Linked DNA regions of Mus musculus: regions 1, 2, 4, 5, 6 and 7 are each linked to region 3. The links are chromatin contacts, called in public Hi-C and promoter capture Hi-C maps. All regions are on one chromosome and are shown on one strand. Each heading gives the region's core, a stretch centred on a gene start, on an enhancer-like site or on the middle of the called end of the contact. The rest is flanking DNA. Distances are from core to core; before and after follow the strand shown. Region 1 holds the start of Smim5 (small integral membrane protein 5). Region 2 holds the start of Grb2 (growth factor receptor bound protein 2). Region 3 holds the start of Ube2o (ubiquitin-conjugating enzyme E2O). Region 4 holds the start of Tmem94 (transmembrane protein 94). Region 5 holds the start of Galk1 (galactokinase 1). Region 6 holds the start of Mrps7 (mitchondrial ribosomal protein S7). Region 7 holds the start of Sap30bp (SAP30 binding protein).

Evidence for each region. Promoter capture Hi-C pulls out the DNA fragments that hold promoters and counts their contacts. A called contact is a pair of places that touch in the nucleus more often than the background predicts.
Region 1: a promoter capture Hi-C map of fetal liver shows a contact between it and region 3, with 4 times the contacts expected there. The contact joins the promoter of Smim5 here to the promoter of Ube2o in region 3. A contact is called at or near these places in 6 of 39 promoter capture datasets (the C10 cell line, fetal liver, liver and 2 more) and 1 of 115 datasets of contacts at active chromatin or transcription factors (pancreatic cancer cells).
Region 2: a promoter capture Hi-C map of hippocampal neurons shows a contact between it and region 3, with 2.1 times the contacts expected there. The contact joins the promoter of Grb2 here to the promoter of Ube2o in region 3. A contact is called at or near these places in 2 of 39 promoter capture datasets (hippocampal neurons and pre-B cells).
Region 4: a contact with region 3 is called in a promoter capture Hi-C map of hippocampal neurons, with 2.5 times the contacts expected there. The contact joins the promoter of Tmem94 here to the promoter of Ube2o in region 3. A contact is called at or near these places in 2 of 39 promoter capture datasets (hippocampal neurons and liver) and 1 of 115 datasets of contacts at active chromatin or transcription factors (pancreatic cancer cells).
Region 5: a contact with region 3 is called in a Hi-C map of embryonic stem cells, with 2.7 times the contacts expected there. The contact joins the promoter of Galk1 here to the promoter of Ube2o in region 3. A contact is called at or near these places in 1 of 39 promoter capture datasets (pre-B cells), 1 of 484 Hi-C or Micro-C datasets (embryonic stem cells), 1 of 115 datasets of contacts at active chromatin or transcription factors (embryonic stem cells) and 1 of 9 other capture datasets (embryonic stem cells).
Region 6: a contact with region 3 is called in a promoter capture Hi-C map of pre-B cells, with 2.9 times the contacts expected there. The contact joins the promoter of Mrps7 here to the promoter of Ube2o in region 3.
Region 7: a promoter capture Hi-C map of pre-B cells shows a contact between it and region 3, with 2.8 times the contacts expected there. The contact joins the promoter of Sap30bp here to the promoter of Ube2o in region 3. A contact is called at or near these places in 3 of 39 promoter capture datasets (hippocampal neurons, neutrophils and pre-B cells), 1 of 484 Hi-C or Micro-C datasets (CD4 T cells) and 1 of 115 datasets of contacts at active chromatin or transcription factors (memory CD8 T cells).

What each region holds. Positions count from the first base shown.
Region 1 is chr11:115,898,242-115,902,236 of GRCm38.p6, forward strand. It overlaps Smim5 (small integral membrane protein 5), which reads left to right and starts at 1,898. Exons shown (of 3, transcript NM_183259.3): 1 at 1,898-2,101. The region is part of intron 7 of Recql5 (RecQ protein-like 5); the gene reads right to left.
Region 2 is chr11:115,706,838-115,710,563 of GRCm38.p6, forward strand. Grb2 (growth factor receptor bound protein 2) reads right to left here and starts at 1,760. Exons shown (of 6, transcript NM_008163.4): 1 at 1,557-1,760.
Region 3 is chr11:116,579,597-116,583,521 of GRCm38.p6, forward strand. Ube2o (ubiquitin-conjugating enzyme E2O) reads right to left here and starts at 1,851. Exons shown (of 18, transcript NM_173755.3): 1 at 1,416-1,851. The coding sequence starts at 1,817.
Region 4 is chr11:115,763,853-115,767,986 of GRCm38.p6, forward strand. It overlaps Tmem94 (transmembrane protein 94), which reads left to right and starts at 1,581. Exons shown (of 32, transcript NM_028014.3): 1 at 1,581-1,701.
Region 5 is chr11:116,010,809-116,015,072 of GRCm38.p6, forward strand. It overlaps Galk1 (galactokinase 1), which reads right to left and starts at 1,911. Exons shown (of 8, transcript NM_016905.2): 1 at 1,706-1,911; 2 at 219-408. The coding sequence starts at 1,870.
Region 6 is chr11:115,602,717-115,606,372 of GRCm38.p6, forward strand. Mrps7 (mitchondrial ribosomal protein S7) reads left to right here and starts at 1,424. Exons shown (of 5, transcript NM_025305.3): 1 at 1,424-1,527; 2 at 2,005-2,196; 3 at 2,307-2,370; 4 at 3,254-3,421. The coding sequence starts at 1,445. It overlaps Gga3 (golgi associated, gamma adaptin ear containing, ARF binding protein 3), which reads right to left and starts at 1,200. Exons shown (of 17, transcript NM_173048.3): 1 at 1,112-1,200. The coding sequence starts at 1,151.
Region 7 is chr11:115,931,807-115,936,064 of GRCm38.p6, forward strand. It overlaps Sap30bp (SAP30 binding protein), which reads left to right and starts at 1,853. Exons shown (of 11, transcript NM_020483.3): 1 at 1,853-1,975; 2 at 3,560-3,669. The coding sequence starts at 1,870. It overlaps Recql5 (RecQ protein-like 5), which reads right to left and starts at 1,686. Exons shown (of 19, transcript NM_130454.2): 1 at 983-1,686. The coding sequence starts at 1,112.

The sequences.
Region 1 (3,995 bases), core at 648-3,147, 680 kb before region 3:
GGCTGAAGGCTGTACCTAGCATAGCTCCTGGAACAGATGATTCTCAACCTGTGGGTCTCAAGCCTTCTGGTGCTTGAAAGACCGTTCATAGGGTTTACCTAAGACTATCCACCAAAAAACATATATTACAATTTATAACTAGCAAAATTCCAGTAATAAAGAAGGAACAAAAAGGATGTTATGGTTGGGGGTCGCCAGAGCATGAGGAAGGCTGAGAGTCACTGTGCTAGAGGCACACAATGCTGAGAGCGGCCATCATGCCTAGTCACTCGTGAGCCCACTCACCAGGGAGATCCAGCCTCACTAGAGCCTCACTAGAGCCTCCCTCTCAGCCTCTAACTCCAGATGTTCCCCTGCGGATAACCACTTCCTGCCCAAGCTGGTGGCAGGAAGCCCACCTGGTGCAGGAGGCCAGTCTCTTTTCGGATCCCCAGGCTGAGGCCCTGGGAGAGGCCACTGTTCTATCAGGGTCCTTACAGTCATCTCTAGTGCCAGAAATGTGGTACAGGGTTGGGAACCAGAAGAGACAGCGCGAGGCAGGGCAGTTTGAGTGCCCAGGCTTAAGATTAGCCGGCACTAACAGCTTTGGAACAGAGGGTTTTCTTAGTCTGAATACTGCTTGCGGATCTGACCCCACACAGCAGGCTACTGTAAGGAAAGCAAATTGCAATGCCACCTTCTAAAGAAGTAGGGTCCCTCCAGCAAAGTGAAGAACAGCCCTAAAACTGCATAGAAGTGGCAGGAAGACAGCTGAGACAGCCACTGGGGGGCGCTCTTGCAGCCAGCTCCCACTAACACTGAATATACACGACAAATGTTCCCTCTGCCTGTACAGTGGTGGCCTGTCCTGTCTCTGAGAAGCTTTGGCATCTAGGCACTGTGACCATATGGTTGTCTACACCCTGCCCCAAGCCCTGGCTCACTGGGGTTTTGTGCTCAGATTCAAAGGGCTCCATTGACTGCAGAGCTGAGGTCAGTCCTCCCCCTGCAGCCTGGTCTGCTGGTGGCAAGACCGACAAACGTTAATGGGCCAACAGAGCTGTCATGCAGACAGCTGAGCAGAACGAGACCAGCAGTGACCTTTCTCTTAGAAGGACCCAAGGCCCCTCACTAAAACAAGCAGGCTACTTTTCTTTCTTTCTTTTTCTTATTTACTTATTTTTTGTTTTTTTCGAGACAGGGTTTCTCTGTGTAGCCGTGGCTGTACTGGAACTCACTCTGTAGACCAGGCTAGCCTCGAACTCAGAAATTTACCTGCCTCTGCCTCCCAAGTGCTGGAATTAAAGGTGTGCACTACCATGGCCGGCGCAGACTACTTTTAGAGTATCTAGGATCCTCATCTTCCCCCCAGATGCCCCTGGGTAGATGGCAGAGTACCACACCAGAGGGCTGCTTGAAAGCTTGCTGACGTGCTTGGGTGATCCTGTAGCCCGGTTTTCTTTCTGGCAGAGGGCAGAGAGAGCAGCCAGAGTGTGGCCCAAGAGACAGACCAGGGTGGTCAGGGACACAAGCCAAAAAGGCCATCCAGAGGGTGCTGGGGCACCCAAGAGCGAGTCACTCCACCCTCTTCCTCTGGCAACCTCAGACGGAGCCCCCCGGGGTTATTTCCACAGGGAACCACAGCCAACCACTTCTGTCATTAGCCCAACCCCAGCCCTCCGCCTACAGCCTACAGCCTACAGCCTGGCTCAAAGGCAGGAGGAGGGCAGAACAGGAGGAAGAATAAGAGAGGGAGCCGTCTGGGGATCCAGAGAGCAGAGTGGACCTCTAGGCAGGGAAAGGCATAGGGCGTGAAGGGCAAGTCAAGCTCAGGGGAGGACTCCCTGGGCTCCTCCTCACAACTGTAATTTGACACCTAGATCTCCAGGACAACCAACAACAAAAAAGCTGAAGCGATGAGGCGCTGAAGCTGGACAGCAGCTGGCTGTCAGCAACCGGGAGCTAGCACCAGGAGGTGCCCGAGTGAGAAGCAGCCGCCTAGGCAGGAAAGTGGCAGCGCTGGTGAAGAAGTCAAAGGTGGTGGCCAAAGGACTTCCAGGAGGTACATAGAGGCTCTGTACTGGGACACCTCTTCGAGGCTCCCCACTATCTGAGCTCCCAGGTAAGAGACACTGGCTAGAGGTGACAGGATCGGGAAAGGAGGGCAGCCAGGGTCTCGTATCTCTGGCGAGGAGTCACAGCTTAGCATGAGCTCGGAGAGGAACGTCTTGGGGGATATATTAGGCCACTCTCCTATGGGAATTTAGTCACCTCCTCTGTGTGTATACCTGAGTGCTCTTCCCCTGGGACCTGGTACTAGAGAAGGGGGATGTACTGCTACTCGGTGTGTGGCACAGGGGCTGGGGGCTGCTGGACACATCCATTTAAACCTTTTCTATTCAGTGAGTTTAGGATATGGCCCCCAATCTTGCTGAGCCTCCATTTCCGAAAGGATTAGGGCTGAGCCCTCCCTGGTTCTCAAGAAGGCTCAGGACAAGGTGTGCCCAGCCTGCTGAATGGCCTCTGGCCCCAGGAGCTGGTAGAGCCAGCAGCAGAACTGCCTACTTGGATGCTGGACAAGAGCAGCAGCTTTCCTGTCTTTTGGAGTTCTGACCTGCTCACCGCTGTGTGCTTCCGGCTCAGGATCATCCTAGGGAGGAGTCTCTGCACCCACTTAGATTACCAGGACCCCTGATCCTCCTTTGGCAATGATCTCTGAAAACTGAGCCAGGGATATGCACCCTAATTCAAACCCCAAGTTTGGAAAGGAGTTTGTGACTACATGAATGAGTTTGGAAAAGACCCCAGAGTCTCTTCCACACTAACTACTGTAATGGTTGCCCCCAGACAGCTCTTCTCTTCAGTCCTTGTGCAGGGCAAGCACAACCTTCTTGGGCAGGGCCTCACGAGAGGAGGCTGCTAAGCCCTTCTGCCTCCTGTCCTCACACTGGGGTTCAAGTCCCCGTGAGACGTCCCTTCCAAAGCAAACACACTGTTATCCAGTAAGAAAGAAAAACATCATTCAGTTTTGGAAACCAAGGGGAGGGCCGAGAGTCTCTTTGGCTCAGCAGAGGGGGTGCACTCTGGTTTGTGTGGGACTGGGAAGCTAACTCCTGTGGTAATACTAACAAGTGTGCAACAGAGGGACTGCACTGCAGCTGAGCCACATCTGGGACACACAGGCTCCAGCAGTCCCTGAGCTCAGAGGGAGGCCCAGCTTCTATGGCTGCAGGAGAGGAGCTCGCTTAGTTTCTATTGGCCACCAGAGCAGGAAGTTCTCTCCATTGTCTAGAAAACTTGGGGACCAGGGCAGCAGAACCACCAAGGCTTCAAGCACCCACTTTTGACTCCAAACCGGAGCCCCAGCACTGATGGAGTTGCTCAAACACTCAACAGGCACAGTGGGCATCTCTGCCCTGCTGGTTAGGCTCTGACCTCTCAGGTCTCTCACATCTGTTGGTTATGTCTCATTCGAGATGCTCCTCAACGGACAAAAGGGGCTGAGAGCCCCCATGACTCTTATCAGGCACAGACACGCTGCTTGCCCTCATCCGTGTGGGGAGCTGGAGTTGGATGATCAAGTAGACAAGGAGGAAGTAGAGAAACTGTGGGACCAAGCTTCTGCTGTCTGGCCTACAGGACACTTACTATATAGCAAGAACCTCCATGTCCCATGCCACACCCAGGAACACTAATCGGTCCCCCAGCTCGGCCAGTTTCCTTCTCTGTTGTGCTAGCTCTCTGATCACTGCCTGTGGAGCATCCACAGAAGGTTCCAAATCTGCTGCACAAGCGGCCTGGGCACCAGTGGGCCTCAGTGGCAGCCAAGCCTGTTCTCCCTCCTGGACCAGAGAAAGCTACCATTTGTTCTACCAAACATAGCATTAAGAGAGACTCTAGTTCCCCCAGGTTTGGGGCATAAAGTCTGGTTTAGAAGTAATTGGACAAACCTGGGACTGATCGTTTTGGAAACACAAAATTACCAGTAGCTTTGCTTGGCTTCACCCAAACCTAGG
Region 2 (3,726 bases), core at 510-3,009, 870 kb before region 3:
AGCCTGATTAGGACTAAATCATTTGTTAGGGTAGGTAGGTAGGCTTTAATTCACAAATATCAAAGTTCTCTTCTATTTCAAGCTATCTTACTTCACAAACTCCCATGGGTGATTTCTCACTTAACAATAGTTAACCTCACTAAAACCTTAAAAAGGAGTCTTTCAGCTCCCAAACTGACTCAATCTCCCTTACTAACAGTGAGGGGAAACAGGAGGGAGCAAGAAGGAAAATACTACGAACAAACCATGATCTGTGAAAAAAAAAAAACACCAAAATACAAGTAACACAAGCAAACAGGCAAAATCCACTTGTGAACTGGTCACTATCACTTACTTAGGGATGAATTCAGTCCTTTGAGTTTCCTAGTTCCCAGGGGGAGAACTTAAACAGCCCCCTACCACCAACACCACCACCCGCCCCCGCCCCCCTGGCTCCCAAGTAGCCCTCCTGGCTGCCTGATGAATACAGTGGACGTTAAAAAAGGAATGCAAACAGGGAAGGTATCTCCCTCCAAAAGAAAAGGGGATCTTAGAACGACGGAGAAAATGAACAGTGCCCAAACCAGCAGAAACTTGAAAATTATAACGGAGGAACAGCAAGAAGGGGAAGTAGATTTTTTTTTAAAGGGGGCGGAGGGACCAATGACTGGCGCTACAGATGCTTTTCGTGTCCCTAGTAGCGTAGAATGGAGACAGAAGGCAAAAACGGAAAAGTGAAAGAGAGGTGAAGAAGTCAAAAACAAAAAACAAAACAAAAAAACAACAACAACAAAACCCAGTTTCTCTAGCCTCTTTCTGAGTGTCAACAGCACCGAAAGATGACGTTGAACGCGCTTCGGCTACCCGGCAAACTGCACTGCTATAGCTTTTGAACACAGCCTAAAATCCCTTTCTTACCAACCCACACGACCTAAGAGTGTTGCAGGAACCAACGGGGCTCTCTCCCCAAAATTCCTTCCTTCCAGCATTCCTATCCGCTGCTGCTGCTGCTTCCCCCCCACCCCCCAACAAGTATTTTTTCCCCCTCAAGTCCTTCTAAAAAGAGAAGCGCCCAACTCTCACAAAGACCCGTCGGCGGGTCCGGGTAACAATCATTCTAAGTCACGGTGGATTCCCGCACACAATTCCACCGCAAGATGCCAAGAGGCGGTGACGTGGTGGCCTTGCAGGTCAAAGGAGCATCAATCACCACGTTAGCTGCGGGCACCGAATCCCCCGCCTCCCGGGCTCAGTCAGCCTGACTCAGAGCAGCAGCCTGCGCCTCTCGGCTGCTCCGGGCTCCCCAGCGTCCAGCCGGACGGCCGCCACACCAGACCTCCCCGGCGGGCCGGGTCTCTGCCCCCAGCGGGAGGAAGACCGGCACCAGGAAGGAAGCGCCCCAAAAGGGGAAACGAGGAGACGGCTGCGCAGCCGCTGCGCTCGGGTCCCAGCCTTCCCCGGCCCGCGAGCGGCCCTCCCCGGCAGCCCCGAGCAGCCCGGGCCCGAGCCGCTCGCCGCCGCGCGGCGCGGGGACCACGGAGCTCCCGCTCACTTCCCGCCCGCTCCCCTGCACTCACCGTGACGCGCCGTCCACTCCGTCACCCGGCCCGGCCCGCCCTGCGCTGCCGCCCGCAGCCGCCAACCTCGCTGCTGCTCCCTGACTGCGGCGCCCGCTGCCCCGACCGCCGTCCCGGCCGCAGCCCCGCTCGCTCTCGCCGCCGCCGCCGCCCGATCGCAGAAGCAACAGAGCAACCTAGCTTCCGCTCCTCGCCAGGGTCCCGCGAGAACTTCCCCACGCGGCCCCGCCCCGCCGCGCCCCGCCCCCGCGAGACTTCCCCCGGCGGAAAAGGCCCAGAGCGCAAGCGCTCCTCCTCCGCTCCGCCCGGCAGGTAGCCTAGAGGGGGGCTTCGCGCATGCGTCAGCTCGGCCCGCAGCAGGTGGCACGGACTCGGCTCCGCCCCTGGGCCGTTGTAACCCTCTACGTGCCGGAGCAAGTGAATTACAGCTCTGCTCTAGAGGAACGGCGCTTTCCACACTCTAATCACGTCCTTTCTACCAAAACAAAGCAAAGAGGCACCGAGGAGCGGGGAGAGATCTCAGGATGGCTCAACCCAAATAGAGGACCAGTTCTAGAAACGTTTGGGGATCTGGTTCGTGCAACCTGCAGTATTCGATGAATTGTTTGATTAGTCTGTTCACGCAGTGAACCACATACCCAGTGTAAGTAAGCACTGTGCTGGGTAAAGAAGATGAAACAACGAGCAGAGATCCTGGCCTTCAAGAGGTTAAATCGAGAGAAGCAGCAGAAGAGTAAACAAGTAATGTCTTGGCTGGAGAGACCTCTCAGGTCAAAAACTGCTTGCTGCTCTTCCAGAGGACCTGCACCCACACCAGATGGCTCACAACTGTCTGTAACCCCAGTTCCAGGAGACTTAGTGCCGCTGGCCTCTGATAGCACTAGCATTCACCTGCACACACCCTCATGCGCGCGCGCGCGCGCGCGCACACACACACACACACACACACACACACACACACACATACACACACAGCTATAACACTTACACATAGCTCTTTGGGGGAATGCTGAGGAAGCCAAAAAGATAGAGAAAGGCTGGCTCTGTTCCTCAGCCCACTGTATAAAAGACTTAACAAAGAAGGTGATGTGGAACTGAGTACTGGAGGGCGAGTAGGAGTTCCACAGCACAGGAGCCAGGGTAAGCGCTTAGCCAACAAACGGAATGGCACAGAACAGAGAGATGGATGGAGGCGTGAGAAAGTCGTGTTCTGTGCGATGCAAAGTGCATAGATAGGTTCCTGTGCGGGGCTGCCGGTTTTGGGGGAGTAGTAGATGAAGCTTGGAGAAGTACCTCTCAGTTCCAAAAGCTCTTTTCAATTATAGGAGAGCAAGAACACAGCCAATGTCAATGTGTTCTCTAGAAGCCAACAAAATACAGTTAAGAATACCCAAGCCTCTGCTACAATAATGAGTCCACTAAAATAAGGCAAGTGAATTGTTCTTTCGACAAGTGTTTACTGAACATCATTTGCAATTGAAAATGCCTTTCAGAGCAAAAGATGAAGCCAATGACTCCAGCAGTTTGCGATTTAGATAGAGCTACTTAGTTTCAAAGAGAAGAACGCTGGCCCTAAGTACCAGGGACCTACATATTAGAATGACCAGTTACAAAAGGGAGAGCTGCCCGGCAGAGGTGGTGCATGCCTGTAATCCCAGCACTTGGGAGGCAAGGCAGGTGGATTTCTGAATTTCTGAGTTCAAGGCCAGCCTGGTCTACAGAGTGAGTTCCAGGACAGCCAGGATGGCACAGAGAAACCCTATCTAAAAAATAGGGGGGGGGCTGTCATTTGGTGGTGGAATAATGAGAGGTGAAGCCAGGGTGCTCATCTTAGGTTTCAGTGTCAAGTGATGTGCAACCTTAAAGCCTGGGAAGTAGATATCTGTAGGAAATGACAATATACCATCCAAATACCAGAGTCACAGCAACTCCATAGGACAGCTAATGCCTTCATTTCATTCTTAGATACAGACAGTGAGAAGACAGATCTCGTGACCTACCACCTGTTAGCCCTTCACCAGGAGTTCTGAGGCAAGAGGATTAAGACTTTTGAGGCTGTAAAACTGGAGAGATGGCTCAGTGGTTAAGAGCACTTGAGAAAGACCCAGGCTTCATTCCCAGCATCTTCATGGCACTAACGATCATCTATAACTCCAGTTCTTGGGAATCC
Region 3 (3,925 bases), core at 601-3,100:
TCTTATTATGTAACTCTGGCTGTCCACTCTGTAGACCAGGATGGCCTTAAACCCAAGAGATCCTCCTGCCTCATCAGCCTCCCTAGTGCTGGGATTAAAGGCATGAGTCGCCAGGCAGTGGTGCTGCATGCCTTTAATCCCAGCACTTGGGAGGCAGAGGCAGGCGGATTTCTGAGTTCAAGGCCAGCCTGGTCTACAGAGTGAGTTCCAGGACAGCCAGGGCTACGCAGAGAAACCCTGTCTGGAAAAAACAAAGACATGAGTCACCATACAGCCTTATATTAATTTCTGAAGAGCCCCCTGCGATTGTTTTGGTGGCTTGGCTCCTCTATACTGTCTAGGCTTGAGGTGAGAATATCTTAATTTCCAAACCAATCTGAACAAGTTGGCAAGGTTTACTCTCAAAATAAAGTAGAATGGTTTAGGACGTAGCTCTACGTCAAAGTGCTGGAGGTTTAGCATCAAGTTCCTGGGTTCAACCCTCAGCACTGCAAAAAACAGTGACTTAACAGCCTTCCCCCAAAGCAGATCTCTCACTTCCAGGGACCTGATTCATGCTTAGAAATGTTTCCTGATGGGGAGGGGCAGGACAGGAGGAGCTGTGAGGTAAAGATATGTGAGAGACAGATACAAAACCACACACTCAGGAAAACAAGCCTGCAAACCAATCTTGGCTTAGGTTTATGATGTCAGTCCGCTCTTGTAGAACTGCTCCATTCACAAGCCTCTTTCCCGAACAGTGGGAGAATGTGGTATTTGCTTAAGAGCCCCAGGTTAAAACCAAAAGAACGAAAAAACAAGATGCAGCTTTTCCCATTGGTCCCTCTCTCTTCTGTCCACGATTTCATAGGCCACCCCACCCCAAGAAGTCCTAGACACCCAGTCGCAGCTGCCACCATCTCCCTCAGTACTATTAATATCATGGCCCTGGACTGGTTCATCATTTCCCTCATAAAGTTCTCCGAGGCAATTCAAAGGATGCAGAGGGGTTACAACAAAAAAGACGTGGGGCCGCTGCCCCACCATGCATTCCGTCAGCATCTGCTCAACTTCTTGGGTTTTCACCTCTATCTTTGTTTTGGAATACCCACAGCCAAGCCCTCCCCGGCACGGCCTTCCCTTCGGAAAGCACAATGCAGCACGGACCTCCTTTAGCGGTGGGGGTTGTAAGCAAAAAACGCCGCACTAGTGTAACGCCGAACGCGCCTCAGCGCCCGAGGAGGTCCCCACGGGCATCCGTGCGCGTCCATCACCCCGAGGCCAACACCACAGCCGAGCATCGCTCGCAAGGCCCCTCCCCTCGCCCGGAGCAGCCCTGCCGGCGTGCGCGCCCAGGCCGGTGTGATGACGGTGCACCGGGCGACGAGGCGGCGTTCCCCTCCCCGAGCCCTGCCGACCGCCCCGGCCCGCCTCACCTTGGTCTCCTTCACATGCTGCTTGACGCCCTCCGGGTACCACTGGACGCGCACGTAGCCGCGCCGCAGAGGGCTGGCCCGGCCCTCCTCGTGGCCCGCGCCCCCGGCCTCGGAGCAGCCCGAGCTGCCGCGGCCGTCATCGTCGCCCTCCGAGTCCGAGTCCTCGCCGTGGATGAGGCGTACCAGCCCGAAGTGCACCGAGCCGCGGTAACGGCCGGACACCAGGTCGTGGGAGAACAGCAGGCGCTGTGAGCCTGCTTCGGGGCCGGAGTCGGAGGACGGCCCTGAGGCCGAGTCCGTAGCGGGCGCGGGCGGCGGGGCGGCGGCGGCGGGGGCTGCGGCCGGGGTCGGGGCGGCGGCGGCCTGGGCCTGGGCGGGTGCGGGCGCTGCGGGATCCGCCATAACTGCTCTGCGCGAGTCTCGGGCGGCGGCAGCAGCGACAGCGGCGGCGGTAGCGGCGGCGGCAGCCTAAGGCGCGGGGAGGCGGGGCCGGCGGCGCGGGGGCGGGGCCGAGCGCGCTGACGTAGGCCTGCGTGCCGCCGTCGTTAGGGCGCCGGGATGCTGTTGCTAGGAGCCGCCGCCCGGTCGCTAGGGGACGCTGAAGATGCTTGGGGCGGGGGTGGAAGGACTGCCGCGGGGCGTGGCAGGGCTGCAGGAACGAAGATGGATTAGGGGCCTGAGGAAGGGTACTGGTCTACCGGAGTTGAGGGGCGGGGACTGCACGCAAAACTGACTGTAATTTCTTAAAAAAAAATTATGCCCGGGTCTGACGTGGTGGCCACGCCTTTAACCCCCAGCTCTCAGGAGGCAGAGGCAAGCCCATCTCTGTTTTAGGCCAGCCTGGTCTCAAAGCAAGTCCAGGTTACACAGAGAAACCCTGCCTCGAAAAAGCCAAACAAGCCAAGCAGTGGTGGCGCACGCCTTTAATCCCAGCACTGGGGAAGCAGAGGCAGATGGACTTCTGAGTTCTAGGCCAGCCTGGTCTACAGAGTGAGTCCAGGACAGCCAGGGCTACACAGAGAAACCCTGTCTCGAAAAGTAAAAACAAACAAAAGAATAAAAAAGCCAAACAAAAATTTTTTAAATGCGGTTTAGTTATGACACATGCTTTTAATCCCAGCACTTGGAAGGCAGAGGCAGGAGGATATCTGTGAATTCGAGGCCAGCCATGACTTACAAAGTGAGTCTTGCAAGGCAGTGGCACACACCTTTAATCTCAGCACTTGGGAGGCAGGCGGGTTTCTGAGTTCGAGGCCAGCCTGGTCTACAGAGTGAGTTCCAGGACAGCCAGGACTAAACAGAAAAACCCTGTCTCAAAAACAAAAACAAAAAACAAAAACAAAAACAAAACCCAAAGTGACAGGGGAGGGTATAGGGGGCTTTGGGGATAGCATTTGAAATGTAAATGAAGAAAATATCTAATAAAAAATGCCTTTAAAAAAACCAAACAAAGTGAGTTTCAGGACAGCCAGGGCTACAAAATAAAACCAAAATAAATAAATAAAATTAATTGAAATTTAAAATTTTATATATATATATATATATATATATTAGAAAACCCCTGTCTTGAAAAATCAAAAAAAGGTGGGGGGGGGAGAAAGAGAGAAAGAAAGAAAGAAAGAAAGAAAGAAAGAAAGAAAGAAAGAAAGAAAGAAAGAAAAGAAAAGAAGAAAAGAAAAGAAAAGAAAAGAAAAGAAAAGAAAAGAAAAGAAAAGAAAAGAAAAGAAAAAAGAGGCAGAGTCTTACTATGCAGCCCTGACTGGCCTGGACTCTCAGAAATCCACCTATCTATGTAAACTCACACTGTAAACCAGGCTGGTTTCAAACACAGAGATCTGCCAGTGTCTGCCTCCCTAGTGAGTACTACAGGTATGTGCCCTCACTCCTAGTCAGTCAAGTTTAGCAAGCACCCTTGGCATCCTAATCAAGTTGTAGCCCTGCAGAGTGACTGCATCTTCATCTTCTAGATGCCCACATGTGCCCAAACTCATGTACACAGATATCATCACAATAATTTTTTTAAGTTGTTGTCAACTGGGTGTGGTGGTGCATGCCATGAACATGTGCCTAGAGGACAGTCTAGTTGGGCACGTGAAACAAATACTCATTAAATAGCTGAAAAAGCAGCTCTAAGGCAGCTTGTAAGCAAGGCTGTAATAGATAGGTATAGAGTATGTAGAGTCCCGGGTGGAACTTGGAAGGTCATGACCCCTTAGAGAACTGGTCTAGAGGATGTGATGAGAGCCCAGAGCCACATGAGAAAGGGCTGCAAGTCAGAAGCACCGGAGGTTTGCCTTCAAAGCCCTTTTGGTGGATCCAGATCTCAGTGAGGCCTTCTATACACAGCAAGAGGGGGAGTTAGGAGTGATTACAAGTAAGAACCATGCTGGGCAGTGGTGGCACACAGCTTTAATCCCAGCACTTGGGAGGCAGAGGCAGGCAGATTTCTGAATTCGAGGCCAGCCTGGTCTACAAAGTGAGTTCCAGGACAGCCAAGACTATACAGAGAA
Region 4 (4,134 bases), core at 331-2,830, 820 kb before region 3:
AAGCCAGTGAGTGGCCCCTCCCCATGGCTTCTGCATCAGCTCCTGCCACCAGGTTCCTGCTCAGTTTTTCTTGTCCTGACTGAGTTCTTATCTTGACTTCCTTGAGGATGAACCAAAGTGTGAGCTGAATAAAGCCTTCCCTCCCTCATGCTTCTTTGATCATGGTGTTTTATCACAGCAAGCGTAACCTTAACTAAGGCAGGATTCCCCAAGGGCTCCAGGTTTTGTGGAATGAAGTAGAAAGACCCCAGACCCAGGTAACTAACCAGTTCTGTGCAACAGACAGGGAAGCAGCATGGGAAGGGAGTGTTTGGGCTAAAGTTTCACACGGGCATGTATTTGCATATTGGCTGGGGGTTTTGTTTGTTTGTTTTGAGACAGGGTTTCTCTGTGTAGCCCTGGCTGGCCTGGAACTCACTCTGTAGACCAGGCTGGCCTCAAACTCAGAAATCCTCCTGCCTCTGCCTCCTAAGTGCTGGGATTAAAGGCGTGTGCCACCACTGCCTGGCTGCATTTTGGCTGTTATTAGCTGCAAAGAAATGTAAAAGCTCAGAGAGCTACTGAACAAAGTACTCCAGCATGTTTAAGACTGTAGTGAGTCCATGTGGCAATGAGCCCTGAAAGTGGCTATGTGGCTATCTCCATCATGTTATGAGCATCTATGGTTATGTGGAGAGATTTGGACTTCTCCATCTGTAGTGATAAACTACAGATGTTTGTGTTGAAGGTTTGTGCCAAGGTTCTATGAGTGTTCAAGGTAACAGCTGAACTGGTTTAAACAGAGTTAAATCAGTAAAATGGCTTCTTGTCTAGCCGAAAAGAGGGATTGTAATCGCATGATTAAATTCATTATTATAAGGAAGGGGCTCTTTTTTCCCAGGACCAGATATGACCCTTTCTGACTTCATAAACAGAAAAAAAAACTTTTTTTTTTTTTTTCTAAAAGCAACCCTTCCAGACTTAGATCTCTGGGAAAATGGAAGTAAATACTGACACAGGCTTATTTTGTTTTCCCAAGAGAGGGTTCCCAAGCGATTTCTCTAATTAGTCTAGAAAAAAAAAGTTGTTTTCAAGCTTGTTTTTCCTTTTAGATTTCAAATGAACTGAGGGTGAAATAACAGTATTGCTTTAGATTCTCCAGCTTTGGTTGGTCCATAATATTAGTACTGAGGGACTTTTAAAGATTAAGGAAGAATTGAAGAAAATACAGATAAGGCGATTTTTCAAGGGCCTCATTAAAAAATAATAAAGGGCAGAAGGTATCACCTGACCATGGCTCTAGAAAAATTTAGTGGGTAAACTAATGGGGAGGAAATTGTATGATTGCCTCTAGTCTGGTTCTATAGCGCTAAAAACGCGGGAGCTTCGTGCCGGAGATAGGACCCAGGCTTCCCCGGATCGCTTTAGAGTAACAATCACACAATTCCGCCAGGCTCCCGGAGGGGCGGTGGAGGTTACAGCTGAGCGCACCAAACAGCCAATAACAAATCAGAATCTTCCGCCTACCTCGAATTTCAACCAATCAGCGTCGGGATCTTTGGCTTGTTGGCCTGCGCGTCTGTTGCTGGGGGAAGGCGGCAAGCCTCCTCAGAGTTGCCCACAACGGACATGGCTGCGGCCCCTGGAGGCGGGGAGGTGAAGTGAGGAGGGGGCAGGGAGGGGTGAGGACGCGGGCGAGGAAGACCGTCCGAGGGGGCCCCGGTAAGTACGAGAAGGCCCGCGGCCCGAAGTGGGGAGCAAGGGGGCGTGGGGCTCGGCCTGCTGCGCCCTCTGAGTTCCTACCCGAGGCGAGGAGCGCCTGGGGTGTGCACCTAGCAAGTGGCACCAAAGGGGGTGTCTCTCTGTGCTGGAGGAGAGGGGCCGGCCGGCGCCTGCCTGCAACTCCGGGCCGGCTCCTTCCCTCACGTCCTCAAGGGTTTTTTGGTTTGTTTGTTTTCGTTTTCTCATGTCCCCTCTCTGTCCTGGCTTGCCCCTTGCCGGGGTCCCACGTCAGAAATAAAGGTTGTGTCCAACAAAGAACCCTTGGCCCAGGTCCGCCGTGGCTGGGCCCCGGGCCAGCGACTGCCAATCCTGATGCCACGAGTGTTTATTTGTAGGCCCCTGGGTGTCCCCGGCCCAAATAAAGGCGGTTTTCTGCCACAGCGCGCGCTGTGCTCGCCGCCCGGAGTGGACGGGATCTCTGCACCCGCCCGCCTGCTAGACACTGCGAGGGACTTCCAGTTCAGTGCAAGGCTGCGATGTTGCAGTTGGGGCGTGCTTCCCCGATTTTAGAGTCACATAAAGATGCTTCGGAAGCCAGCGTAGCACCACAGCCTTTGCAGTTCTGTAAAGCAGTTTCCCTGTTTTTTCCCTACCGCGAAACCCTACAGTTAAAAGCCTTGGGGGAAGGTTCAGTACCTAAAGCAACAACAAATAAGAGTGACGGAGGGAATAGAAAAGTTTGACGGTCACTTTCAGAGTCAGACCATTGTACAGTGTAGGCTCATCCTGGAGAACGAATTAGCAGTTCAGACAGAGTCCCCGGACACTCTGCAGTGGAATGTCACCGGCTGTATTCGCTGTCACTTCTCTCTTGGCAGAATTACAAGCAGGGGAACCTAGAGTCTGGCGAGCACTGCATTAACAAGCTACCTCTTTGATAATCAGTACCCCCAGGTAGTTTGAGAGGTAACTGCCCTTGAACGCCCGCCTCTGCACATTCCACTTGGTATAAGACCTCAATAGATGGTTAGAAGACAGGCAGGAGGCTGGCCAGGCCACAAGAGGGAAAGAAATCAGAAAACACTTGACATTTCTATTTTAAGTGGCTAGGAAGTGCCAGCTCCCAGGGAAGAGAGTCAACCTCAACCGTTTGGAAGGCTTACCTCCTGAAGAACGAATTAGCAATAAAGGTCACAGTCCTTGTGCTCCTCCCTGCTCCTTTCCCCTAAATTGGACTCCAGAATCAATTTCTATACAGCAGTCAGATGCTTACTGCCGACACGCTAGGTATTATTTAACCTGTCGTGGTCAGTGAGCTGGAAAGACCTTCGGGGCCTCTAAGGACACCCCTGATTTCCGAGTGAGAAGGCTCCTGGTCTCCCACTGCACCTTGCGGTAACCGGTAACCCCGTGTCGGTGGTTTTTATTCCGTTGCTATTGTGTCTGTGTTCTGTTCACTGCGCTGTCTTCCATGGCTGAAAAGATAAGTTTCTGTAATAGGGTTTGAAAGTCTAGTTTGCAGGCGGGCTTAAGTGAAGTAAAGGTTAGGCCGCTGCAGAATCGGAAAGTTTTCCTTCCAGAAGACTCAGCCATTGTGGTTTGGTGATCAGGGGTTTGTATAATCATCAGCTTGGCCTGCGGCTGCCGGCTTGGTAGTAAACAGTGCTGGTCACATGGTGTGGGAAGGAGGGAAAGGGCCAGATTTCAACCCAACCTTGACGCTCTCTCCTCCCTAACCCTGGTACATCTCACTATGGAGTTGTTTTTGGTTTTTGTTTTTTCAAGACAGGGTTTCTCTGTGTAGCCCTGGCTGTCCTGGAACTCACTTTGTAGACCAGGCTGGCCTCGAAGTCAGAGATCCTCCTGCCTCTGCCTCCCGAGTGCTGGGATTAAAGGCGTGCTCCATCACTGTCCGGCCACTGATAGAGTTTTAACATAATCGTGTGATCTCGGTTTTTATAATTTCGGGATCCACTGGAAGAAGACTCTTGTGCTAAGCAGCCTTCCTTTGCGGGAAGTTCTCAGAACCTACCGGGAAACGAGGAAAGACGTTATTGATGAGAGACACAGAGGCGTATAAACCTGCCCTGGGCTGCAGCAAACTCAAAAGACAGCAGCACCGCTTTGGGAATGTTAGGCAGAGCCAGAGTTTGCTGGGTTTTTCTTTTTAGTAGTGGTGAAATAATGCATTTCCTGAGACTTAGCACAAGATCTGTGGCAGTTAGTACATTTGTGTTATTGTAAGACCACCACTGCCACCCATTTCTAAAGATTTATTTATTATATGTAAGCACACTGTAGCTGTCTTCAGACACTCTAGAAAAGGGCATCAGATCCCATAACAGATGGTTGTGAGCCACCATGTGGTTGCTGGGATTTGAACTCAGGTCCTCTGGAAGAGCAGTCAGTGCTCTTAACCGCTGAGCCATCTCT
Region 5 (4,264 bases), core at 661-3,160, 570 kb before region 3:
CTTAATCTTCCTACTAGCCTTCCCGATTTAGGGTGGCAGAGGCCAGCAAGCTAACAATTGAATTCGGGCTCCTCTAATCATACAAAGGAAACCTAGGGCAAGTTCCAAGCCTCCAGAACCTCAATGGCTTTATCAGTACAATGGGATGCTCCACCCTGGAGGAATGCCGAGATGGGGTGAGATGATCCTCCCAGAAGCAGCCTGAGTGAGTCCTATACCTGGGTAATGTTGAATCACTCCCTTGACATAATTGGCCCACTGTGGGATTCCAGGCTCCAAGGACCACTGGGCTGAGGGCAGTGGGAACTGCAGTCTTTGGGGCTCGTCTGCATCTTTGGAAGTGGTGAGAAGAGAAACAAGCCCATCTGTCCGGGGGCTGCCAACCATCACGGTCACGAGCTCCAGTGCCTGGAAGGAGTAGGCATGTGTAGTCTATACCACCTGACAGAAGAAGTCCACCCAGGATCACATCATAGCCACAGAATCTATTTTTGGCTTTTTGTTTTGTTTTGTTTTTAAAGTTTTTGAAAACAGGGTCTCACTGTGCAATCCTGTCTGGAACTTTCTATGTAGATCAGGCTATCCTCTAACTAAGAGGCCCACCTGCCTCTACTTCAGAATGCTGGGATTAATAAAAGTATATGTGGGTGGAATATCCCATTGCAAATAGAAAACTCATGTCACTTGAAGTTCTAGAACAGCCCCAGGGTGACTGAAGCAACCAGGATCCAAACCCCAAGGTTCTGTCGTCTGGGACACACAGGGCCGTGAAGGGAATAGGCTTAGCTTGAAGGAGATGGGAGAAAGCGCTTCAATTAAGCGTTAGCCTTGGGGGCTCAGAGCACAGCCTTGTGGGTCTTCAGGGGCGGGGCCAGTGGTGATAGGAATGTGAACCTGGACTCTGCCCTAGCTAGCGTCCAACTGTGGGCCAAAGGGGACAGATAGTGATCTTATGCAAAAACAGGCCCAGAGGGGCTCCAGACTTCCTCCCACCTGGACCCAGCTCTGCACGCGGTAATCCCTTGTTCAGGAACTACTTATGCGCTGAGAGACCCAGGCTGAGAGTCCAAGAACCGAATGTGTAACTTTGAGGGAGTCATTAGTGCTCTGTGGATCTACTGTTTTCTCTGTAAATTCAAGGGGATGGGCCGGGGGGGGGGGGGGGGGAAGCTACATTTACACAGGTCTACCTTTGCATAGGTCTAGGTCGGTGCTGTGGGCCCAATCAAAGTCAGAGGGCTAAATAACCTCCTTTTTTTTCTTTTTCCTTGTTTTAAGAATCTTACAGCCCAAGCTGTCCTGGAACTCACTTTGTAGTTCAGGCTGATCTTGAACTCGTGGCAATTCTCATGCCTGAGCTTCCCCAGTACTGGACTATTAGGAATGCGCCACCATGCCTAATACTCTCTTATATTGCTTCCTTGGTCCTCACATTTTTAAGAGGTTCATACTTCCAAGTTGTGGGCGATGCCCCCAGAAGGCGGGCTCGAGAAGACAAACCGCACAGCCCCCCTCCCCCCAGCTCTGGCTTCCTGTCTTCGCACGTGGACAACTGCACGTCCCGGGGTCTCTCACGTCTGCTAGACCGCTTCACTCCGCCTTCCACCCGGAGGGTACCCGCCCTCCCGTGCCCCCTATGCCAGCCCTTCCCTACCGCAGGCCGGGCCAGCACACACAAGGAAGGGTCCCCAATGCGGCCCCTCACCATGGGCAGCACCAGGCCCTGGTTGTAGTCCGTGTGCTCCCCGATGAGGTTGACGCGGCCCGGCGCCGACACTGCCAGCTCCGGCTCGGCTCCAAACTCCTCCATGAAGGCCCGGCGGGCCTCGGCCAGCAGCTCCTCGACCCGGGGCGGTCTCCAAGCAGCCATGACGCTCGTCTGCAGCTGGGCGCACCGCCCCGCGGGATGCTGGGGGCGGAGCCACGTGGCGCGGACTTACATTCCTGTCCTTCGCGGGACCCCGCCCCCGCTACGACGGCCCCGCCCATCCCACCTGCAGAGCGGGGTCCAAACTTAGCTCTCCAGCGCAAGCCAACGCGGCAGCTGACAGCTGGAGGAAGAGACTCGGTTGCAACTTGTATCTTCGGTGATGTCCTAGCAGGAGTTTGGGGCTCCCACTTGAGTAGCAGTTAACACAAATGGAGATCTGAACTTCCCATCCATCCCTGAACCTGGAGCCTCTTAATGCGCTCCCATCCCCATCATCATCATCCCTCACACAGCCAGGGCAACACCAACACGAGCTGGCAACAGGAACAGCTGAGTGTCCCAGAGGATCTAGCGAAGTTATGCTAAGTCGTCAGCCCCTGGTCGGTCATGTCTCTAACAGGATGATGTGGTACACAGTCTAGGGATAAACAAGGAGAGCCAAGGTTCGAAGCCTTTTACAGGCTCCTTCTCTGGCTCCTGGCGATGGAGGACTGAAGTTCATCTCATCCAGTGGCCGGCAGGAAGCAAGCTCAGGCACTCCTCGATGACGCAAAGGCTACTGCAAAGATGGCTAATGTTGTTGGCCCCTAGCAGTTGCTTCCTCCACAAGAGCCTTGGTCTCAGAGACATGACCATCTAAAGCCTTCATGCTGGCCCAAATCTTTGCCTGGATTCCTAGCTATTCCTGGTCACCTTGTGTGAAACCTTCTAACAGAAGGACTAAAATGTAAGACAGTAAGAGTGGAGAACGGTAGGGGGTGTAGCTCAGTGGTAGAGAGCACATGCATTCAAAAGAAACACACAAATAAATGTACTATCTTATTCAAAAATTAAATAATTTCCAAGCCAGGCATAGTAGTCCATCTCAGCACATGGGAGACTCAGGCCGGAGGAGCGGCAGTCTGAAACCAGTCTGGGCTAAGATTCTGTCTAGAAAACAAATAAACAGGTTTTGTTAACAAAAGACATGTAAATCAAGAAAGCAGTATGTGGGGCTGGAGAGATGGCTCAGTGGTTAAGAGCACTGACTGCTTTTCCAAAGGTCCTGAGTTCAAATCCCAGCAACCACATGGTGGCTCACAACCATCCGTAATTAGATCTGACTTCCTCTTCTGAAGTGTCTGAAGACAGCTACAGTGTACTTACATATAATAAATAAATCTTTAAAAAAAACAAAACAACAAAAAAAGAAGGTGTGATCTTCTAAAAAAAAAAAAAAAGAAAGAAAATAAGAAAAGAAAGCAGTATGTGAGCCAGGCACGGTGGCACACAGCTTTTTAATCCCAGCACTTGGGAGGAAGAGGCAGGAAGATGTCTGAGTTCAGAGGCCAGCCTGGTCTACAGAGTGAGTTCCAGGACAGCCGAGGGAGAAGAAGAAGAAGAAGGAGAAGAAGAAGGCGGCATTCAAAACAATCAACAAGAAGGAAGAGAGGAAGAAAAAAAGAAAGAAAGAAAGAAAGAAAGAAAGAAAGAAAGAAAGAAAGAAAGAAGCAAGCTCTAATAGCACAGGTCAGTACTCAGGAAGCAGAAGCAGGCAGATGCAGGCAGAAGTAGGGTTGTGGCAAATTCAAGACCAAGGTACCTTACATAGGGCTACACAGTGAGACCCTGTCTCAAGTGGGATAAGGAAGGATGGGGAGGGGGAACGGGACTGGGACAGAGACAGGACTGAAGGGACAGGATGGCTGGAGGACTTTGATAAATCCCCGTATTCCCAGCATCTAAGAGGCAAACACTAAGGAATCCTAGCCAGGTATGGCGGCATATACATTTAATCCCAGAACTCAAGAGTTGGAGACAGGCAGAAGATCTGGAGTTCAAGGTCACCCTCAGCTACATAGTGAATTCCAGGCTAGCTCCTACTAGGTAAGACCCTGGGTCAGGAAAACGGACAATCCAAACAATAACAAATCCTGTTGACTAATTTCTTTTGACAGCCTGTTTTTGAATACACTTCAATACAGCAATTTTTTTCTTTTTTGCATAACTCAAAACAAAAGGCAAGTCTTGTGACCTTTGGGGCTGTCTGAAACGAAAGTCAGAAGCCACGACCAGCTCCAAGGCACCGTGCTGTTGTGTCAGAGTTGGACGCAGCGGCCCCGTCTCTGCTCACATTCTCTACCCAGCTCAGTTCGAAATCTAACAGCCCACAATTCTGTTGAGTGGACCTTGGGTCACAGACTCAACCTGGCTGAACTTCAGCTGCTCCTTTCTGCAATAGGGCTGTGATTGTCTCTTTGCTGTGATTGGTTCCTTTATGTCTAAAGTGCCCAGCAGTGCACCTGATACTTGGGAGCGCGGATTAAGTGTTTGCTCTCGTTATCAGACTTCCAT
Region 6 (3,656 bases), core at 174-2,673, 980 kb before region 3:
CAGTGAGTTCGAGGCCAGCCTGGTCTATACACAGCTGACTGGACACTGGGATCCTTGGGTAAATGATTTTAGCCAATGCCTGTAATCCAGCACTGTACACTCCCCAGAGAACTGTCACATATAGGGAGATGGCTCTATGCCCTGCCCGCAAACATCAGACACTGCAACTGTGATCTTACTTTTCTTTTGGGATGTAGCTTCCCTTAAAGCTAATTTCAATCTCCTGAACAGTAGTTCTTAAGGAAGGCCATGCCTCTAGGAACAACACTCAAGACATCAAAGAGACAACTGTATTCCGTAAAGGATTTCCAGCTCAGGGCTCTACAAAGACGTCTTACCTGATTCGTCTCCATTTCAGAGGCTCTCCCGGGGCTAGCCCTTAGTAAAGTTAATTTATTGACCCTTGATAAGGCGTGATTAACCAGCCTTATTAACCCTTACTAAATAACCTGGATGAACTGTCCGCTAACGTTAAACCTTATTCCTTTGGAGCAATGTACAAATTAGTAAAGATAGCAACACGTCGATATAGCAGCAGTCATTGTTTTTTGAGTTACTCAAGAGCGGGTTATCTCGTTAAAATGAGTGCGTGCATATATGTGTGTGTGTGTGCGCGCATGTGTGTTCCTTCAGTACATATTTAGCACGCTTCGTGGTATATTGTTCCCTGTAGTCGCGCTTTGGAAATGAATTCTCACTTCCAGCATCCTCACTGAGGATGGTCCCACTCTGGAAGCTGCCAGCTGTGTTGTGTGTGCGGCGTGGCACCGCTCAACCCTCCCCGAGGGACCTGTCCAATGCCCGGTCCCAGAGCACAGGCTGGGTGCAGCCCCACCTCAACCTCCCCACGACGCCCGCCTGTCAGCCCAAGGCGCCCGGGTGTCGCTTTCCGGGCCTGCAGGATCTCGCGCTGCAGGTGTCACCCGCGGGAGCCTGAGGACGCGCGGCGGGGAAGGGCCGCTGCTCGCAAGGGGTGTGAGCGCCGGATGCTCGCCGCGAGGCGACGCCGGGTGTGGACTGCCGCGGGCCGCCGCGGCGGAGGGGATGGCGCAGGGAGGGAGGAGGCAGGCCCGTGGTTGGAGGTCAGGTAGAGGCGGCCCCGGATACTCACTCAGCCAGGACTCCAGGCTCTCCCCTTCCGCCTCCGCCATATTGCAGCCGCCCGGTCCGGCCCTGCGCCCTCAAGCCTCGCGAGGTTCTGCGCGAGCAGGGCGGGGGCGGGGCCCGCATGGGGGCCTGAGCGCGCCGAGGGCTGCGGTCCACGGGCGCGCCGGACCGCGTCGGAGGCCGCGAGGGCGAGGATGTGTCTTCGCTTCTTCCTCAGAGGGAACCTCTGAAGGGAAACCCACGCCCGAGGAAAGTGCGCAGGCTCTCATCCGTGTCCTGTCGCTCACTCACGCAGGCGCGCTGTGGGCAGCCCTCCGAGGTCCTGACAGCGGCCAAGATGGCTGCCCCCGCGCTGCGCGCTCCGCTTCGCTGGTCCGGGCTGGCCCTGGGAGTGAGGTGCGCCGTCTGGAACCTTCCAGGGTGAGAAGGCAGCGCGTAGCCGGGACCGCCGCTCGGACCTTCACGGGAGGACCTGGGGAAAGGAAAGAAGCCGCAGGCGAGCTGCGCTGAGTTCTGGCGCGGGAGGGCACTAACTCGGGGCGCCGAGATGGCTGACTCCAGCCATTAAACGGGCCGGTTTGGGGGCTTAGTACCCTGTCCTATGCCTGACAGGCCGGGATGACCTAGATCGGTTCTACCCGGAGCCGAGAGTGCGGCCCTGCTAGAGATCGGAGAACTGGCTTGCGACGGAACAGTGGCCAGTTTCGGGGTGGGGGCTGCCTACCTCTTGGGACAAGGGTCAGAACTGCTGTCAGGTTAGCAGGCGGTCCCAGCGCCACCGTCCCTCGTCAGCGTGATGGCACTTGCGGCTTACTGTTAAGTCAAGCTTGTTCACTTTTGTGGAGTCACAGATTCACCCGTAGGGTTCTGTCTGCTTCCTCCTCGCCCCACTCCCAGGCTCACACAGGTGAGGGGGAGCCGCTATGCCCCCGAATTCCGGGAGCCCTTGATTGACAAGGAATATTACCGCAAGCCGGTGGCGGAACTCACCGAAGAGGAGAAGTATGACCAGGAGCTCAAGAAAACCCAGTTTATCAAAGCTGCGGCCGCGACTGAAACCAGCTCGGTGTTCGCAGACCCGGTCATCAGGTTTGGCGCAAATGCTCCTCTGCTGTGGGCTGGAACTCACCTGGGGCAGTTTTCTGCTGAGGGATCCGGAGTACAGCCCGGGAAAGCTAACCATGTTTTTCTCCTTGAAGCAAATTCACCAACATGATGATGAAGGGAGGCAACAAAGTTCTGGCCCGGTCTCTCATGGCTCAGGTAAGGCCGCTTCTTCCTCTTCAGCTTGTCTTTCTTTTCCCTCAGGCTTGGTGTCTGCGTTTTACACCATGGCTTCAAAACTAGAAAACAGGTTTCTATTCCTGCCATTAAAATTTCCAAGATCTGAGATTGGTGGTGCCCACCTCAAATCCCATCGCTGGAGAAGGCATTTGAATCCAGCACTCGAGAAGCAGAGATAAGTCAGGCCTGCTTGAGCTACAGAGTGAGTTCTGGAACAGAGCTACTTAGTGAGATCCTGTCTTAAAAACAATCAAAACAGAGCCAGAGGTAGGCAGATCTCTGAGTTCCAGACAGCCAGAGCTGTATATTAAGATCCAGTCTTGGGGTGGGGTGGGGGGACAACCTAACAATAAAAGAGGCAGAGTTGGGAAAAGTTTGAGGCCAGGATGGTCAAAAGCTAGTTTCACCCCGGCCAGAGCTACACAGAGTCCCCAGAAGTTTCCCATTCTGTCAACATTAAAAAAAAAAGTTCTTGCCTGGGTGGTGGTAGTTCACACTTTTAATCCCAGCATTTGGGAAGCAGAGGCAGGTGGATCTCTGTGAGTTTGAGGCCAACGTGATCTGCACAGTGAATTCCAGGACAGCCAGGACTACACAGGAAAACCCTGTCTCAAAACAAGAACAAATAATCTCGGCCTGTTCTTGGGGTCATGGTCTAGCAGAGCAGGAGGCACTTAAACTCTGGCTTTCCTGAAAGAGGGTCTCGTGGAACACAGTCTAGCCTGAGCTTGCTGTGCACCTGAGGATAACCTTCACCTCCTGACTCTCCTGCCTCCAGCGCCCCGTGCAGTCATGAGTGTGCAGCACTCCCAGGTGAGCTGGTTAAACTTAGGGCCCGAGCAGCCTCTTCCGTCTCTTGCAGACTCTGGAAGCTGTGAAAAGGAAGCAGTTTGAAAAGTACCGTGCTGCCTCTGCGGAGGAACAGGCCACCATTGAACGGAACCCCTACAGGATCTTCCACGAGGCACTCAAAAACTGTGAGCCTGTGATTGGGTTGGTGCCGATCCTCAAAGGGGGCCATTTCTACCAGGTGAGTGGGGAGCCTGTGTGTGAGACGGGTCGGGGTGGGAGTGTGTGACGGGAGTGCCCAGAGTTAGGCCAAGTATAATAACCCTAGAAATTGGGGACTGTCAGAATCTGCTTGTCTGAGGCCCACCGTGTAAATGCCATAGGTAGAGGACAAAATGTCCAGTGTCCTGTGTAGCCTAAGCTTTGAACTCTTGGTAAAGGACTGTGCTTACCTGCCATTGTCTGGGCTAGTCCTG
Region 7 (4,258 bases), core at 603-3,102, 650 kb before region 3:
GTTGTGGCACACGCCTTTAATGCCATCACTCAGGAGGCAGAGGCAGAAGAATCTCTGAGTTCCAGGCCAGCCTGGTTTATAAAGTGAATTCCGGCACAGCCAAGGCTACAGAGAGAAACTGCATTTCAAAAAAACCAAAAAGTAAGAAAGTATTGGGGGGGGGGGTATAGGTAGAGGAAGACAGATCTCTGGAAATTTGAGGCCAGCCTGGTCTACATAGCTAGTTCTGAGCTATCTAAGAAGCCAAAGCTGCATGGTGAGAACCTGTTTTTAAAAAAACAAATCAAAACAAGGCTTGAGTAGTCTTGAGCCACTAGGATATGACTATTTGGATTAGACACATCCAGGGAAGCAGAGTACTGGTTACACCGGGGTAGATATGCAAGGCTAATCATTCAGTCCTCTGTTAATAAGTCTGTTGGTGGCACTGCTGCTCCCATCTGGACAAGCTATCTCCAGCTTACAGTGTTATTAGTCTCTCCTTTTCTACCTGGAACTCAAGCTACTCGCTCTTCAAGGAAATGATTACCTAGGTCACTGACAAGATTAAGCACTACTGCCACTTTTGCTACTACTTGCACAGGGACAAGAATGGGAATCTAGGAACAGAAGTCAAAGACAGACTGTCAGTCTGGCTATGAAAAAACCAGAAGTGTGAGTGGTTCTGTCCAAAATTTGTAGGTTATGATAGCCCACACCTGTAATACCAGTACTTAATAATCCAGAGGCAGAAGGACCGGCTCAAATTTGAGGCCAACTTGATGTATATAGAGAATTCCAGGCCGGCCAGGGCTACATAGACCATCAATAAACAAATAGATTCCCAGCAAATACCCACTAGCTTTGGTCACGAAAGAATTCCAAACCAGTGGTTTTCAAAGATTTCCAAAGGGTGAGGAGGTAGGAAGTTAAGAGGGTGTTGTGCCACAGAGCTACTACGGTACCGCCAGCAGTCTGCAAAACAGGTAGCTTGGTATGTTACCTTTCACTACAGCCATGGTCGCACTCTCTTGTAAAGGTGTTTTAAAAGAATCAAACCCAAAGACTTTCTTCAGGGTGCTCCGGACTCGCCGCTCCCGGTCGAAGGGAGTGGAGAAAGGACGGGCGCTCATCTTTGCAAAAAGCAGCAGCCAAAAGGTTAACGCAAAGGTGGGCAAAGGCAATCCCGAAAAAACCCTCTGCTCCACGTTAAAATATAGCCTATGTTTCTCCTGCCGAGTAAGCTGCTATGTTACACTTAAATATCTCATTCCCCAGCAGTAAAAGTGAAGGCTGAATTGCTTCACGCAATACATTCCTGAGGGATTAACATTACTTCTCCCTTTAATAAAAATAAAAACAATGAACTTTCCAGGTCAGGTGGACAGAGCTACAAATCGGACCACAACAAAGCCCACAAACGTCTTCAAAGTCGACCAGAGAACTTGGAATCCTTTTTCTAGGGTCCTTGTTCTAGAAGCGAAGCCATAGATACCATTCATCAAGGACGCCGACCCCCCGTTCCTCCTCTGAGCCCCCAAGTCAACAGCTCTCGCCCTTTGCCAGACAAATGCTCTCCAAGATGTCAGACCCCAGGCTCTTTTCGGTTGGCTCTGCAGCTTTCCAAAGAACACTACTCCCTAACTCGAACTCAGAAGCCAAACCGCCCGAGAAGTCAGCGAAGTAGAAGCCGCAAGACCTTACTTCCGTCCCGTGCTGATGACGTTTCCAAGAGCTGAGCATGGGGGCGGAGCCATGCCCAGACACAGCCCTTTTGATTGGTTGTCATTCGGGCGCGGAGTCTCCTGGGATCCGGAAGAAGTTGGTTTTCTCGCCCCTAAATTGGCTTATGAGTCATAGGCCTGAGCCACACCGCGCTGTGGGAGTAAGATGGCGGGGAAGAAAAATGTTTTGTCGTCTCTTGCAATTTATGCGGAATATTCAGACCCTGAATCTGATGGCGAAACTGGAGTCGACGCTGTAGGCGGAGCGACTGGTGAGACTTGAGCTGGAAAGGGGAGGGTCTGTTATGGTTACCAAATGCTACCTCTCTAGCGGGGCATGGGGAGAAGATGCTCTTTGTGCTCCAGGTATCGGGTCTTGGAACCCCAAAGCGCAGTGGATGTCCTAGGTCAGACAGAGCATTAGAACCTCTACTACAGTACGAGTGATCTCTCTTTCTGCGATCCTCTACGCAAGGCGTCATGCTGGCCAGAGGGTGGACCAAGGGGGGTACGCATCTGTCGAGACATCACTGTCTCGTTGTTTGATGGGGAAGAGAGGAGTGAAATGTACCTGGAGGATAGTAAAACTTGTGTTTCGTTAAGTTGGTAACTTTTAAGGAATCGTTTCTAAGTCTGCCCTAGAGTTTTTAAAAATGCATCTCTCCTAAGTGCATAATTCTGGGCTTTTTCATAGAATATGCTAGACAAGCCTTTTAAGGCGGTAGGGTGATTCTGTTGTTTGGTGAGTTTTAAAAGCCTATCGGTTGCCCTCAGACTGCGAAGCATAGAGGGAACAGATTTCTTGAAGGAAGCAAATTACCTGATATACCAGAGCTTTGGGTCTTCTTATCTGCAAAGTAGGGGCAAAACAATGAGGAAGACAGTCTTGTGCATAGAAGGCGTTTTTGAGGTTGCACATGAAACAAGATAGAGATGTGTGTGGTATGTCAAAACAGGAGTTTAAACGACCTGTTGGGCTGGTTCAAAGAGGAGAAGACTTTAACTGCCCTAATAGGCCAACAGCATGTAATAGTTCCCCAACCTTTGGAACTGCTGGGAACCAAACCCAGGGCCTTACACTCTTAGGAAAGCATCCCACTACTTTGTTACTTCCCCAGCCTGTCCTGAAAATATTAGAACATGAATTTAATGCTTGATTTTCTTTTCATATACATCTGTACATATGGAGTGGGCCTTGCATGTGAGTTCTGCCCATGGTGGACAGAGAGAGGCATCAGCTCTTCTGAAACTGGCATTTGTGAGCTGCCTGATGTGGGTACTGGAAACTGAACTGTCAAACTTACAGAGATCTGCCTGGCCCTGTCTCCAGAGAGCTTGAATTAAAAGCATGGGACACCAAACCCTGTACATTATGCACTCGTATAAGAGTCATCTTCCAATACCCCTGTTTTTGTTTGTTTTGAGACAGGATCTCCCTCTAGTCCTGACTGTCCTGGAACTCAGGCTGATCTAGAACTCAGAGATCCTCCTGCCTCTGCCTCCCAAGTGCTCGGTTCAAAGGTGTGCACCGCCATTCCTGGCACAACCCCTGGTCTTTTCTTTTTCTTTCTTTCCTTTTTTTTTCTTCCTCCCCCCCAACCTCCAGGCTGAGGACAGAACCCAGAGCTCTACCACTGAGCTAAATTCCCAACCCCAACCCCTGGTATTAAATTGTTCTTCCTAAGTACAAATTCAATCTGGGCCTATAGCCACTTACTTGAGACTTAGGTTCCCTTTTTATCTTCAGAAATAATCTTGGCCATTCAATTTTCAGAAACATTTTTACATTTCTCCCCTCTCCCCCTCTCTCTCCTTCTCCCTCTCTCTCCCCCTCTCCCCTCTCTCTCCTCTTTCAGAGGAGAAAGGTGGTTTGGTATCTGACGCCTATGGAGAAGATGACTTCTCTCGCCCAGGGGGTGATGAGGATGGTTATGAAGAAGAGGAGGACGAGAACAGTAAGCAGTCGGTGGGTAAATCTTCCAGACCCAGAGCTCTTGAAACACTCTTCCATTCCATGGTCAACTCTGTCCCTTTTCCCTTTTGGTTTGGAATCAGTTGGTACCCGTTGAGGATGTAGCTCATGGGAGAGGGCTTTGCCTAAGCATGTCAAGGACTTGATCCCCAGCACCACAGAAAGAAGAAAAAAGTTGAATTGGTTGGGTGGTATTAGCTCTTTTTGAAAGTTAAGTCGTTTTTTTTTTTTTTTTTTTCACCTGGACCACATTGTATTAGCTTTTGAATTGAGCTTTTGGAAGGAGGTCTTTTGTTTTGCATTTTTGAGATGGGGTCTTATGAAGCCCAAACTGATGGCAAACCTTTTACCCCTGAGCTCCAGATCCTCTAGGTCAGCTTATTGAGAGCTGGGGTTATAACCATGTTGCACTAGGCCTAGCTTGGTTACTTTTCATAACCTTAGTGTCAGTGGGTATTTTATGTTGCTTTGTGAGTTTAGCTAATCTTCCCACTTTATAAATGTGTTTGCCCTAACTAGTGTGTCACTTACATATCTGTAATCAACTTTGTATTAATCTCGGTTGGGGTTTATTCAAGTGCTT